Regions from separate parts of the Siniperca chuatsi genome. Here region 1 is linked to region 2. The links are chromatin contacts, called in public Hi-C maps. All regions are on one chromosome and are shown on one strand. The core of a region is the stretch at or near the end of the contact, and the rest is flanking DNA. Distances in the headings are between cores, read along the strand shown. Region 1 holds the start of gramd1bb (protein Aster-B). Region 2 holds the start of rbm7 (RNA-binding protein 7).

What was found. Hi-C and Micro-C count contacts between places; a contact is called where the count stands out from the background.
Region 1: a contact with region 2 is called in a Hi-C map of skeletal muscle, with 7 times the contacts expected there. The contact joins the promoter of gramd1bb here to the promoter of rbm7 in region 2. A contact is called at or near these places in 2 of 3 Hi-C or Micro-C datasets (skeletal muscle and an unstated tissue).

The regions. Positions count from the first base shown.
Region 1 is chrLG7:10,500,098-10,504,607 of ASM2008510v1, forward strand. It overlaps gramd1bb (protein Aster-B), which reads left to right and starts at 2,083. Exons shown (of 24, transcript XM_044201582.1): 1 at 2,083-2,410. The coding sequence starts at 2,262.
Region 2 is chrLG7:10,371,008-10,375,272 of ASM2008510v1, forward strand. rbm7 (RNA-binding protein 7) reads right to left here and starts at 2,562. Exons shown (of 5, transcript XM_044203044.1): 1 at 2,334-2,562; 2 at 1,873-2,035; 3 at 361-436. The coding sequence starts at 2,426. LOC122879198 (a long non-coding RNA gene) reads left to right here and starts at 2,547. Exons shown (of 3, transcript XR_006378650.1): 1 at 2,547-2,598.

The DNA of each region.
Region 1 (4,510 bases), core at 833-3,332, 130 kb after region 2:
ACGATCTCCTTATTGGGAGGCAGGAGCTTTTAGCCGCTCTGCCACCGTGCACCCCACTATGTTTGTATTATTCTTTTTTAATCGAAGTTTGTGAGGTCTGGATAATATTTTCGTCTTTCTTGACAATGACCTTGTCACTAATCACCAGTTCTTAATTCCTGGGTCCCCACAGATAACTGTAACCTAATTTTACCATGAATATTGTTAAAAAAATTATAAAAGTTATCCATTTATGTAACGGTCCACGGTGCACAGTTGTCCTAAATGGCTCAATGGAAGAACATGACAGTAATATTGTTAGTGGATCTCATTGGGTCCAGGTACTGTGAGTGGCTTTGCTTAAAGCTCCCTCTGGTGGAACCTGACATGTGAACCAAGTGCAACACAATATAATGATAAATAGGGGTGCAGCAGAAGTGTAGACTGTTGTTTCCATTTTAACAATAAAAAAACCTCTTATCCAGGTTTCATTCATCTGAAAGCTAATCATCTATTATCTTTGACAATCAGCTTTAAAAAGACGGGTGAAAAACATTCCAGCACGCCACTGAAAGCAACAAATTGGCTTCACTATTGTCAGTCTTTCGGAATAATACTGTGGATTTTTACCAGTGTTTTGCGTGTCTTTGCACTGATTATCTCTGGCTAATGAACATTGCTCTGTGACCCACATCTAAAGTATATTTCGCACTCTGACAACTACACTAATTATAGTGCTGCCATACATTTAGATAGAGAGGTTAATAGCATGCTATTTTTGACACACACTGTTCTCTGCTGCAATTTCACTTTTAAAACTTGAGTTGCATATAGATGGACTATGGAGAAATTATCCATTTGTGGAGGCTAAATTGTAAACTGACTAACTGATACTGTTCTATCTGACAGGCCCGATTATGATTAATGCACCTATGACATCCCTGATAAATGTGAGCATTAATTTACATTGTGATTCTCTGACGTTATAGCTGAGAAAAAGTGTTGTTTAACTAGAACAATGGTGATGTGTTTCAGCTTTTAATTAAGTCGGTGCAGGATGAATCACCTTTTTTGGTGCTGTGTCAAAAAATGTCTGCACACTAAGCTTAGTGTTTACAAGATAAACAGCCAACAAGATATCTTAATAGTCAATAATTAAAGTATTTGATTTTCTTTATTAAACCAGGAAAGCAAGATGCATGAATATCAATTTAGTACACTAGAAACTCAATTCTGAAAGCTATTAGTACATCTAATTTAAAAAATGAGGCAATTAATGATACAGTATCTTTTAATGGAGCAAGCAAGTAAAATGAACTGTCAGCTAAATTAGACAAAGGAGATCCATAATTCTATACTCTGAAGAAGAGAACCACTTGGCTGAGGATTTCACCTTCAGACTCTAACCTGTGGTATAACACGTTTTCCTTTTGACCTACAGGGTGTTCATCTAAAATGTTGATCCAAATATGCTGTACATGAAGGGTATTAGTACAGTTTGCATCATTTCATAACTATGTGCAAAAGTTGACCCTATAGCATTCAAGTCTTCAGATTATCTCACCCACTACTACACCAGCAAGTGGCAGGTTAAATAACACACACACATTTTGACATCTGTGGTGACGACATTTCTCTTATGGTGGCACTTTTTGTATCATATCCTAGAAGCCAACAACGACTTTAACACATTTGTTATGAGGCCTAATCACTGAATGATATTCCGAATCCTCTGTCTGTGACAGGGGACACTTAATAAATATGTCATGCTTGTGCTTAACACGTTGTTGAATAATAATAATAATAATAATAATAATCATGACCATTCAGGCAAACATCAATTACCCTTTCAGAAAAATCTTAGTCCCAAAAGGTGTATGATGTGCCTATGAAAGTTAAGTTCTTGTATGCAATTACAGTATAAATAGTGTGTGAAATGCCTTTCTACTTCTGTACATCCCATTTTACCCTCTAATCTCAAATGTAGGCAGAGACATAATGAGGGCACTGAAGAGTCTGATAGAATAAAGATTTTTATAGTCAAAAACATTGTGCTAATTACTTGTGAGACACAAAGTGAGTGAAATAACTTCCTCACTTAACTGGGAACCCTCTCGAGGACACCTGCCCCAGACTCCACTTTGAGAACGAGTTCCACCTCGCCTTGCAGCCCGCACAGCAGAGACGATCCGACTGCAGGCCAATAGTGGTGTAGCCTTCAGTGGGTCGCAGGTAGTATTCCCCGCACCGATTACAGTGTGCGCACACCTGTTACAGAGGACATGGCCTTTGGGCATCTCATCCCTCAGCTGAGGCTGGAGGAGCCAGCGGAGGACGGGATGTTCAGGAGCATCGCCTTCCGCCCCTTCCAGCATGGACACCACCAACGTGGCAAGTCAACTTCTCCCTGCAGCGACAGAAAACGACACAAGTAAGATTTCTTCACGGCCGTGAGGTTGAAGGGGTTTAGGCTTCCAGCGAGGAGAGAAAGTTGTGAATGCACAAGGCGATTATTGTGGGTGATGCTGAAAGGATTAAATTTGGGTGTCAAGAAATACAGCTACAGCCCTCCCTCCCATATACTGTAGTGTAATGAAAAATAAACCTCAGTAATCCACTTTAAGAGTGCAAATTCAGCCCTCGTCCTCCCAGTTTTTGAATGTCAGATATATTACAGTGACACCATGGAAAAAGGGAGAAAGAAAGTAGCAAATAAGCTCTAATAAACCAACTATGCTACCTGCCCAGTGACAAACAACAGACAAAGTTAGCAGCTAGCTAGCAAGCTAAAGACCAAGATATTTTTTCTCTGGAGTTCCTGGAGACCAAAACAGCACTAAAAAAAGGAGAGTGAATATTGCCCTATTAATGAATGCTAATGTTGCTCTGTGTGTTGGATGTGTAAGTTTAAGCTAGGCAATTCTTTAGCTATAAATGGCTGTCTGTCAGCTTGCTAACTTCATATAGCCTTTCAAACTTTTTTTTAGCCTAGTTTCCTATTTAAAGATATATCTAATGACAAGCTAAAATAATCTTTATACAAATTGACTTTGTTTTTTCCATTAATTAATTGTTATTTGCATGAAAAACAGTGAAAGAGTTTGAGTGAATTAGTGTATTAATTCTGCCAAAACACATTAAAACACTTCTGAAAATAGTAACTGGTCCACTGAAGCAAAAAATTAAATAAATGTTAAACCTGTGTACCCCAATGCACTCATATGTGTAAATTGCTATTGATTAATGCAGTCCCTATCAGTGTAGATGAGATGATAGGACCTTCCGAAGGCAGCCACGGCTTTTCTTGAGCAGCTGTTTCTCGTTTTCTTGATGACAGACTGTAATGTGGGAATTAAAGGGGGCAGGTAGACCTTATTCACAGCAGACGTTTTGCCAACACCGTAACATGACAGTATGAACACTGTGACAAAATTATAGAAAGATTGTATACATGTGAAGAATGGATTCGGGACGATGTTGAGCAACTTCAGGTGTCCCCAAACAGACAGAACCTGAGCCACACGACCTCCTCTCCACCATAGAGACCTGGCAGACACACAAGAGGCAAATCTTAAGCACACCATTCACACAGAGAGGAGAAAGAAAGACACACAAAGGGAGAGAGAGTGACAATGACAACATGCACACAAGGGACAGAAAGAGACAAGAGGAGAGGCTGAATCTCCTGGAGGACAAAGATCCAGATCCAAACATCTTGAATGAGGCACCGACAGCCAGGAGAGAGAGAGGTTCCAGGATGGTTGATGGTCCAGCACAGAGAAGCCTGAATGGAAAGAAAGGACAAGGAGGAGAAACTAGAGAGAGAGAGATAGGCTCAGAGCTGTGCTTGTGGGACACAAACAAACAGACTTTACAAAACTTATAATTTTGTAAGTCATCAGAAGCACCTGGCATGGATAGGGAGCCAATGAAGGGAAGCTAAAATTGGTGTGATATGATCAAATTTTGTAGTTATAGTTAAGATTCTGGCTGCAGCATTTTCAACCATTTGAATACTTTTATTACAAGCACACGGCAGGCCTGACAACAAAATGTTACGGTGCATGTAATCAAGTCTGGATGAAACAGAGGTGTGAATTAGGAGCTCTGCATCAGCCAAGGACAGAAATCTTTAATTTGCTGATCAAAAGAGAGAGTAAGATCAAACATAACACCGAGATTCTTGGCTGTCAAACCTTGACAAATCACACAGTCTTTGAGAGTTACTGTTACTTGATCAAACTGGTGTCGAGCAGGGCTTAAGAGTGTACTGTAGTTTGATGCGCGAATTTTACACTCTATATAGGCCTACTTATTCTGTGTTTTGAGTATGTACAGTGTTAACACTGGAAACATGACAAAAAATGAAGAAAATGCCAGCATATAAATGATCATAATGTGATTTTATAGTGTCCCACAATACAAGGACCAAGAGAAAATTAAGAAAATACTCTAAGCTTATAAAAATGAAAACAAATCTTAGACAAACAAAAAGTCCCTATAAAAACAGTGCTCACAGTAGTAGACATAG
Region 2 (4,265 bases), core at 1,312-3,811:
TTTTAAGCTTATGAAGAAACAGTGAAAAGAAATGACCCAATGTTAGGATTAATTTACACACATTTTACACAATTAACTTTATAATTCAAAACGGATGAAAACAAGGGGAAAATACACTTTCAGCTGCTACAGTTGTTTGTCTTACCCCCTCAGATAGCAGATAACCCTTATAAAAAAAGGTAGGTGTATTTTCAAAGCCATCGTATCTCACATCCCACAAATAACCTATTTTGGATTCAAAACGGTGACTTTCGCAGAAAGGTGACAAGTTTGCATGCCTGAATGCCACTGATGCTGATGACAACCAAATTTTGTTTCAGGCGCTGCTGGACAAACTGTTCATGAGACAGACAGTCTTACCTCTGGCCATGGGGATTTGGGGTATTTGCAGGACTTGAATTCTGCGAGTTCCCTGGACTGCTGCTATGGCTGCTACCTATGATAGGGGAAAGAGAACAAAACACAGTTTATTAGTAAAGGACAAAATTCAAGTTTGAAAATAACTGCCACAATGTGCAAGTACAATAATCTTGTACTTTTATTATGTGTGACACTGTGTGATACATGTTTAATTAAATAAAAACAGGGACACTCAAAACTGCCATGCTTTAGAAACAAGCAGTATTATAATTAATGACAGTAGTAACATTTTGCCTGGAGAAACTTCTACATACTTCACAGGAACACATGACAACTATTGTTCTCACCAGATGATACAGTAGTCAGTCATATATATACACACACACACAGTATTCACATACTCACATTTGAATATGAGAAAATAGAAAAAAGGCCAGGTCTATTTTAAAATGAATGGTTTCCTTGTACAAAAAGAACAAATGTATTGATATTATTTACAATTGCAACAAGCAGTGGGAAAAGTAATACAAGCCTTGTTAAACCTGGCTTAAGCGTGGCTCCAGCCTGGTTCATTTCAGTCCACTATCATGTATGGTGTTACTGTGCATTAAGAGCCCTCTGATCAGGTACATAAAACACACTTCTTCCTTCACAAGGAGGTTTAAGGCTTCGCCAGCACCAAGTTTGTGAGAAATATGAAATTGGACTCTTTGGGCTAACTTGCTGTGGGTTTAGTTGTCACGCAAACCTGAATAGACATGAAACAGATCATGACTCAATCTTTATTTTTATGCAAAGTGCGATAATTTAATGTCTTGGTTTTAGTCCTATTACAGTCTTTCCACATGGCATAAAAACATGGTATGGTAAATCAAACTTACCCTTGCATGGATAAAGGTGAATAAGTACTAGTATTGTTCGGCATAGATCAGCGAATATTGATGCATCACATTTTGTGCTATTTAGCTCAGTGATGGGTGCAGTTTTTGAGACAGCAAGTCAATGGGGTTACGTAGAGAAGCAGGCGCAGTAACCCAAGTAAGCAGGAGTGTCTGTTTCTGGGACAACTTGAGTTGATGTTAACAGCCATGTTAGACTTGTAAGAGCATTTTATTAACATACACACACACACACAGAGTTGCAACTCGGGAAACGGATTAAAAGTATTTTTTATCGCAATATTTTTTCATCTATATAGTTAAAACAGGATTCTGAAAATATCATCAGAACAGCGGTAAGTGTTTTTAAAACACCCATGCTGCCTGTTGCCGTAGTTCAGTCTCGTCGTTTAAAGAGTTTCCTCTCGGTCATCAATAAAGTATTTGATTCTGAATTGTCTTTTAGAGAAAACGATGGTTAACTCTGTGACCCGAATGTATGCTAATACATGAGGAGCACAAACTGGGGCTACTTTTACACGTTTCTGGCAGTGTAACCCCATTAGATTAAGTAATGATTATGAATGACAGATTGTCAAAACTGTTCAATGGTTAAAAATAAAAGTCAAGTCACCTGATCTGAACTGCACATGAAGAGTTCTCCCATGTAGCGATGTCCCGTCGAGTAGTTGCATGGCATATGGCACGGACACTTCATGTTTGTAAACAGCAAAACCAAATGTTTTCTGTTTCCCATCCGAGTCTTTTGGAATTTTTATTTTGATGAGAGGTCCTGCCTGCAAAAACAATTAAATTAATGTTGTACACAAACAACAACTAGCTAAAGCTAACGATAGCTAGCTGCCATAAATGACTTAAGAACATCTCTTGAAATTTTCCACAGCGTGTATAAGTTACAACAAACATTAGTGTTACAACATATGTAAAGGAGCCACACGTATTGTACACATCATAACTTAACATTTTGGGGTAATTTAAACTCGCTTTCGATTTGTTAGCATTAACGCTATGTGTGTTATGCTATCCATACGCTTGACATTTTCTAGCTATGGCTAACGTTAGCGACAACAGCACCTGTAAAAACAGTTCGAACAAAAGCTCCTCCGTCACTCTTGCATCTAAATTTCTTATGAAGAGCGTCCGGTCCGTTTCTTCCTCTATTCCCATTGTATTTGAGCAAATACTGGCACTCTCCAAGTGATATGAATGCTAACGTCTAGCGTAAAAAAGCGCTCTGCGAAATACAAACGGAAGGCCTATGTTGTCGTAAAGTGAAAGGCTGTTACACTTGTGCTTCCGTCGTAGTGAACAGCGGTTACTTTACGACACATAAATTACGGTATGTTCATCTATGCTGGAAATGTTTTATCTTTACTTTGAAAATAGCTAATTTGTTTAAACTGCAACAATACGGATGAATGTAAACATGCTTTCCTTATAAATGTTTTGTAATACATGGCATATTTAATCTTCTTTGGGAGCTACTAAGTAAGAACACAGAACAGGAGAGCTGTTGAAACATTTAGCCTAAAACTTTTTGAAAATGTGTTTTAACTTTACCTGTACTACTACAACTTTATCTAATGGTAAACTACTCATTTTTATAATCAGCCTTCTAGGCATGCAACTGATTATTTCATTATGGATTCATCTATTAATCTTTTTTTAAATTAATTTATAGACTAATTGTTTAGTCTATAAAATGTCGGAAAATAGTTTAAAAAAACAAAAAAACAATCCCAGAATCCAAGTCTAAACTGCTTGTTTGGTCTGTTGGTTTTGACCATAGACTGTAGTCTGAAACATGCACAATGATATAACAAAGAGGAAAGCAGGAAATCCTCACATTTGAGAAGCTGGAGTCAGAGAATGTCTGGAATTGTTTCTTGATAAATGACTCAAACGATTAATCGTTTATCAAAATCATTGCAGATTCGTTTTCTGCTGATTGACTTATCAGCTCATCGCTTACGTTCTACAGACATCTTGTCTGCCTTCTCATTTTCATTTTGTGTTTCTTTTCTGATAAAGAGAAGCAACCAATGGTTTGTTAGATGTGTGTGCACTCAAACATGTGCAAGTATGTGTTTGCTTAAGTGAGAGGGAGAATGTCTTTTAAATGCCATACCTTTTTTGGTTGATGCTAAACAAATCTAGAGTCATAAGACTTGCCAAAAGACATCCACTCCTCGTTAAAGAACAGTGATCTTCTAATTAAGATAAGCTGCTGTCCAGAATACAAAATGCCCTTTTCACAGCAGACATTTTGACTAGTAGAAAAAGCACAGGTGTTACTAATGACATTAACAATGGCTCCATTCTATTCATGTGTCTCAGTAAGCCGTGACAGTGATGTAATGTTTTGTTTTAATATCCTTTTCATGCATAGCCTATACTTTGCACTGATGTTTGCCTTTAGTAAGGCCAGATTAAGTCTTCTACCTTCTACCTTTTTGATAATATAAAGTAATTTTTCTCTTCTCTTCTGTGGCTTATTCAGTTTCTTTGACTGCCTGGAAGGTTTTCTTTTTTTTTTCTTTCCTTATCCTGTGGCTCACTGTGGGTGAGTGACTCAAGCACCTGGAACCAAGTGCTTCTGGTGCTGTTGACATCGTTCAGTGAGCAGGTCAAGCGAGCGGCGTGAGAGGCTTGACTTCCACCCAAATCAGATGTGCCTCGGTATCTGTCCTCCATATTAATTAGATCAATTTAAACTGTAATGATTTTCTCCTTCATGTCTGGGAAACATCCTCACAGATTTTGGCCTGGTAAAGCTCAAGTAAGAGAAACGGGGATGGCACTGCAGCGACAATTTAAAGACCGCCCCTCTTTTTTGCTGTTTAATTTAAGAAAGATCGAAGTGGACTAAATGCTATAGCTATTAGAGAAGAATCTACACCTTGCAATCTCTATGACATATTTATTCCATGCAAGGTGCTGTTTCCATCACTTATATTACTCACAAGGCAATAAACACTGCAATTTAACACCAAAATCTTGGCTGTC